Regions from separate parts of the Mus musculus genome. Here region 1 is linked to region 2. A link is a contact called in public promoter capture Hi-C data. All regions are on one chromosome and are shown on one strand. Each heading gives the region's core, a stretch centred on a gene start, on an enhancer-like site or on the middle of the called end of the contact. The rest is flanking DNA. Distances are from core to core; before and after follow the strand shown.

Region 1 (2,974 bases), core at 230-2,729, 3.3 Mb after region 2:
TGTGCAAACAATTTACAATAATAAAGCTAAAGCAACACTGGGCTTTCTTTGCAAGTTTCATTTTATTGGATAACTGATTTCCTATGGGATTACTGTTGCATTGACTTAAAAAAAAATAAAAATAAGCCAACAAACAACTTTTTCCAAGCTGACAACAAAGAAACTGACCAAGTCAATTGTGAAATTATATCATCTGAATCTTAATCACAGCGAGCACTTTTTCCCCCAGGGACTATGAAAAGTGATTTTGGAAAGTTGTATAAAATCACTGTTTGCCCCACATCAAGGAAAGGGGCTCACAAACTCATTTCTACTTGAAATATTTTCTCCTATTATTAGGGTGTTGTCCCAAAAGATTAACTGTCATGTCTTTTCTAAGTCGTTTAAATGTTCTTTAATGAACAGAACAAACCTGAAAAGTAACATGATTTCTGTCCTGTGTTTAGTCCGTAGGCAACCGCACCCCAATATTCTATAAAATGTTTGAGTCGTGAACAGTGAGTTACAAAACACCAGAGAGCCACACATACATCATGATTACATGGGTGTTTGTTTTAAAGCCCTTCTCTCAAAAAATAGAAACAAAGGTGAGAGGGCTGAACTAGGATTTTCTCAACTTCTCTGATACGACCTTCGTTCTCATTTTTAAAATCTGTCAACTGAAAAGAAGAAGGTTCGCGTGTTTTGGTCACTTTTTGTAAAGACATTTTCCGCAAACTCTTGCAAAAAGTACTGAATACGATAGGAAGACTTTGTTTTCCCAGAACAGCGCTTCTTAGTCATTGAAACTCCAGAATAATTTACCAAGATTTCCTCCGACACCGCCTCCACCTCCCCCCTCCCCAAAAGGACTTGTTAAATTACATGAAACAAACCCAATTCAAGTAACTGGAGAATCAAGTTTCCCAAGATCCTAACTTCTGAAATCGTTGTCCCTGCAACCCTTCTTCCTATCTTCACCTATGCTCTCATCCATAGCACAGGGCCAGTTTTCAAGCCAAGTGAAAAACTTTATTTTAAAAAATAAATAAACACTGCAAGGGACACAGCGGACAATGCGCCTGACTCCGGCCGCCTGCCCAGGAGGGCTCCAACAGGACAAGTCCGGGGAGTTAAGAAAGGTCTCCTCCGTGCCCACCAGGCAGCAGCAGGTCAGATCACCCACCCCGCCAGTGCGCTCAGGGTCTGGAGAAGTTTCCGCGCTCCAGAGCGGGCTCGCTGAGCGCGAGCGACAGGGGAACAAGGGCCACAGCGTGGTCGCGGCTTGTGGTTCCACTCACCTGCCCATTCTCCGAGTCGCGGACCGACCAAGGCCTCGTTGCCCACGCACCACACCTGGAAGGCCCTGAAGAGCGAGTACGAGGCTCGCAGGGCCAGGTAGGCAATGGTGCTCGCGCCCACCCAGTACAGGAAGCCGGCCGCCGGGGGAGCGCACTCCATGGCTCGTGACTAGGCCTCACTACTACGGTGAATGGGGAAGGAAAAAAAAAAAAAGAATGAATGGGACGAGGAGGCGGTGCCGCCGTGACGGCGAAGACGCAGCGAATAGACGTGATTTTTTGAACGCTTTAGGTCTAAGACCCGCCTACATAGTCATATCCATGTGTCTATTGGTGACTTCTCTTTCCTGTAAGCGTACTATGTCTCCTATTGGTTAGCCTTCGTTTCGTAGCCCCGCCCACAATCCCCTTCGGCGCGCTCAGAGCCGCATTTCCGTATTAAGACAGTGGCTCGCTCACAAGCCGCTCAACGTTTGGCTCCGCCCACAAGCTTTACCTCGCACCACCGAAGCGCAGGGATCTCTCATTGGCAGAGGCGGCCCTTACGACTGCGGAAGGCTGCGCGCTGATTGGCCAGTGATACCTAACTGGGTTTAGCTCACATTTCAGGAAGGAATGGAACCGGAAAGGGAAGAATATAGTAGAAGTCCGGGAGGAGCTGGAGTAGTGCTTGTGATTACGTCTTAGTAATAACCGCTTTCGGATTGTTAATTCCTCAGACTTTTCAGATGAAGGTTTACGGTTCCCCTTTGTCTGCAGAGCACGCTTTCGCTCCATTTTTTTGAATGACTGCCTTAGCTCCCACAATGAACTTTATACTTGTTCCCAATAATTCGGAATTCCAGAAAACTCTACTGTGTAGTAGCGTTAACAGTTGTAAGATGAATGAAAAGTATCCTACAAGAACAGAGCTTATGGAGCAATTCTGGGAAACTCAAATTTTTTTATTGGACCTGGTCCAGTAAAAACCAAAATCATTTTATTTTTGTTTTGTGGGAGGATATTAAAGAGATATTTGTGTCCTATACTTTTTACTGTAAGACAATCAAAACAATAAAATCAAAACAGGAACCGATTCACCCCCATCAAGGGACTTCATGCTGGGATAAAAGAAAACCTAAAACGTGGGCAAACACTTCCAGAACACCTTACAGGGGAGGCAATGAGGGGCCAGTGGTGAGCTGGCTGGACCACACTTTGACTTGCTTAGATTTATGTTACTCTGGCCCATTCTTAAACCATAACTGCACATCAGAACCTAAAACATGGCTTTGGTGGAAGGTACTGGGTCTCTTTATAACTTTTCCCAAATCTTTTTTTATTCTTTTCTTTTCCTGCTGTTCTGCACTATTAATTTGACTGTTTTAGCTGACTTAGGAAGGACAGGTGACCGAAACTCACTTGTTGATGCACAAGCTGTGGCCCTGACTCTGAAAACAGGCCTTATGCTTGAGCAGCAAATACTTTACCCACCAAGCAATCTCCCCTGCCCTGAAGGGAAGCTTTAAGGGGACACAAAAATCTGATCTCTGGAAGAGCATGGAAGTACTTCAGCGGACAGGGAGACAGACATAAAGTAAACAAATGGAGTCGCTGTTCAGGCTCTACTTAGAGGTCCAGGGGCTCATTCAATATCTCCACTCAAGCTCAATACATTTATTGTTTGTTTTTGTTTTGAGACAGGATGTCAAATA
Region 2 (3,384 bases), core at 569-3,068:
AGAGCTGCTTGTGGGTCACATCACTCCGGGGTCTGACAGTGGCTGGAAAGGAAAAAGCATGAAGGGAGAAGGTAGCAAACACACACACACACAAACAAACTAACTAACCTCTCAGGTCTTTCTGAAGAATTTTCATTAAAAAAGAAAAAGTTTACTTTTACTATTTATTTTGGTGTTTTGCCTGCATATATGTCTATGCACACATGAATGCCTGATGCTCACAGAAGCCAAAAGAATGTTAGATTCCCTGAGACTGGAGTTACAGATGGTTCTGAACTGACATGTCCATGTTGGGAATTGTATCTGGGATGAATAGCCAGTGCTCTTAAACACTGGGCCACCTCTCCAAGCCCTCCCTGAAGGATCTTAAGAGGCATAGGTGTAAAGTACCTTCCAGGAATTAGGAAGTGTTTAAAACTCAGGGAGAAGGGAGTGGAGAGATGGCTCAGTGGTTAAGAGCACTAACTGCTCTTCCAGAGGTCCTGAGTTCGATTCCTAGCAACCACATGGGACCCGATTCTCTACTCTGCTGTGTCTGAAGACAGCTGCAGTATATTCACATACATAAAAAAATAAAAATATCTTTAAAAAAAAAGAAAAAGAAAAAACTCAGAGTGCAACACCATTTCTCTTTCTCGGTCCATACACTCTTGTTACTGTGTTGGGCAATCTTTGCTTCTTTTCTCCACTGTTCCACAGCTGTTCCTCACTTCCTGTACTCATGGTAACAATGCAACAGTGGCAGCTCCTCTCTCAGACTCAGAGCTCTTTAAGGATGGAAACCAGACTTCTGTTTCTCTTTCCCTTCTTGGTACTTGTTTATACCAAGTTCTTAATCAGAGAACTTCAGGGCTGAAGGACCCTGAAAGATTACCTCATTGCCCATACTCTATCCCCTGTCACTTTGTGTAATAGATGTCCTGGAATGAAAAGAAGCTTTCTATTTCCCAGTGTGATTCTGTTGACTGAACATAAAATCACCACAGGGTCATTCAAGTACTTGAGCACCCACACATCACAGAATCAAGGATTAAGTATTTTCTGCACTTGGAAACAGACCTGCTTTGTCGTTCACTGGAACTGTGACTGAATAATTTAATTATCTGGACCGCTTCATGATCTACATCTATATGGACAGTAAAACGTTATGCGTCTCATCAGGCTCTTATGAAGTCCAAGGTGCCTAGTAAATACTAAATTGATGTGAGCTACAATTATTTTGGACTTTGAGTCTCAAAAGTTTTTGTTACCTGCGCTCAAAGACAATTTCATCGGAGGACAAAAAAAAAAATCAAATCCTGATAACGAGCAAAAGGCGATCAAGATCAGAAGGGAACAAATATCTAGGGCACAGGAAGTGCTCGATTCTAACAGCAAAGTGGAGACCATAGCAATCTCCAAGGACAAGCAGAGATTTGCCAGGAGGGAAGGACATTCCAAGGCAAGGACAAACATCTGACAGAAACAACGAAAGGCCCCAGCTAACGTTGGGGGAAAAAGCGCCATCCGCACATACTCACGGCGCTTGTCAGCCGCCGCGCTCTCCCTTCTTACGTGCTGCCACAGCACGGAGGGTCGCCCAGCCCCTGCACAGGGAGAGAAAAGGCACAAAGGCGCGGGTGAGACTCGGGGAGGTCTCCGTGCTGCCCGTGGTCTCAACCTGCTGCTGTTCCTTGCTCACCCCTGCCTACGGAAGCGGCCCCCAAGAGCCCACGACACCAGACCCTGGCTGCAGCCGCCGCCATGTTCCTTAGTGTGCCGACTAAGTAGCCGGAGAACACACGCAGGCCACGGAGCCCCAAGGGCACGGACCGGAAGTGGAAATGTGCAGTGACTCTTCTTCCGGGCGGACGCGGGGCGGGAAGCAGAGGTTCCGGATCTGAGCCCTGGCATGAAAGGAGGTATCGCAGGTAAGAAAGACCCGCAGGTGGGGAAACCGTGAGGTGTACGTAGCCCTATCTCGGTACAGCGGAGGCCGAAGAGAAGAAGACGCAACGAACCGCACCGGTGAGAGAAAGGGAAAGGGTGGGCGTTCTGGGTTCTAAGTTCTACACCGCGCCGGCTCTTGAGCTAAGCTTTTTTAATGGGGGGCGGGGTGGGGGGGGGAGACGATGGACGGTTTCCTTGGAGACCGTTTCCTAGGCGACTCCAGGTGGCACGGTCAGATTGCACAGGGTTATGGACTTCCTTGTGCCCCCGGCCGGGGACGGCTGGGCTCTCAAGGGCTTCTTTAAGAACTCACTGGAGCGAGAGGTAAGTAAGAAACAGCAGCTTAGAAAAGAGTAAAAGTGGAAGTCCAGGCCCAAGCCTCAGTATTGGGGGGTCTGCACTCTTATGTCCAGGCAAAGAGGGAATGTAACAACAATACCTGGATGTCTTAGTTTGGCCTAATTATGCTTCTCCAGAGTCTCATTAGTTGTATATCCAAATTATTTGGTTTTAAGATCATAGGCTTCCTCCTTCGTCTTTTTCATGAGCTAACCTAAGTCCCAAGTCTTTTGTTACATCACGATCAGGAATATCCAATTTTACCTCAAGGAAAAACAACAGAGTTGGAACTTTTAATTGAATTCATTGGAGGAGAGGCCCCACTGCAGGAAAACTGGAGGAATGGCATAGGCCACATTGGCAAGACCAGGAATAAGGCCATTCTGGACCCACTTTGCTCCAGTGTCTCCCTTCTCCCTGTCTTGACTTGGACAGTTGGATTCATGGACTGTGTCTGTGAATTACCCAAATACTTAGGGTGATATTGCTTTGCAGATAGTTGGCAAAGAGAGAAGTTGGCTACCATGGAGTCACCAGAGGAGCCTGGAGCATCCATGGATGAAAACTACTTTGTGAACTATACTTTCAAAGACCGGTCTCACTCAGGCCGAGTGGCTCAGGGCATCATGAAACTGTGTTTAGAGGAGGAGCTCTTTGCTGATGTCACCATTTCAGTGGAAGGCCGAGAGTTTCAGCTGCACCGGCTGGTCCTGTCAGCTCAGAGCTGCTTCTTCCGATCCATGTTCACATCCAACCTGAAGGAGGCTCACAACCGGGTGATTGTGCTGCAGGATGTCAGCGAGTCTGTTTTCCAGCTCCTAGTTGACTATATATACCATGGGACTGTGAAACTTCGAGCTGATGAGCTGCAGGAAATTTACGAGGTGTCAGACATGTATCAGCTGACATCTCTCTTTGAGGAGTGTTCTCGGTTTCTGGCACGCACGGTACAGGTGGGCAACTGCCTGCAGGTGATGTGGCTTGCAGATAGACACAGTGACCCCGAGCTCTACACTGCTGCCAAGCACTGTGCCAAGACCCACCTGGCCCAGCTGCAGAGCACAGAGGAGTTCCTCCACTTGCCCCACCATCTACTCACTGATATCATCTCAGGTA

What was found. Promoter capture Hi-C pulls out the DNA fragments that hold promoters and counts their contacts.
Region 1: a promoter capture Hi-C map of pre-B cells shows a contact between it and region 2, with 3 times the contacts expected there. The contact joins the promoter of Hsd17b12 here to the promoter of Ndufs3 in region 2. A contact is called at or near these places in 2 of 39 promoter capture datasets (cranial neural crest and pre-B cells).

The regions. Positions count from the first base shown.
Region 1 is chr2:94,156,430-94,159,403 of GRCm38.p6, forward strand. Hsd17b12 (hydroxysteroid (17-beta) dehydrogenase 12) reads right to left here and starts at 1,480. Exons shown (of 11, transcript NM_019657.4): 1 at 1,281-1,480. The coding sequence starts at 1,440. Gm39885 (a long non-coding RNA gene) reads left to right here and starts at 1,735. Exons shown (of 3, transcript XR_866573.3): 1 at 1,735-2,974.
Region 2 is chr2:90,902,903-90,906,286 of GRCm38.p6, forward strand. Ndufs3 (NADH:ubiquinone oxidoreductase core subunit S3) reads right to left here and starts at 1,819. Exons shown (of 7, transcript NM_026688.3): 1 at 1,682-1,819; 2 at 1,521-1,586; 3 at 1-42. The coding sequence starts at 1,745. Kbtbd4 (kelch repeat and BTB (POZ) domain containing 4) reads left to right here and starts at 1,838. Exons shown (of 4, transcript NM_025991.4): 1 at 1,838-2,007; 2 at 2,764-3,381. The coding sequence starts at 2,793.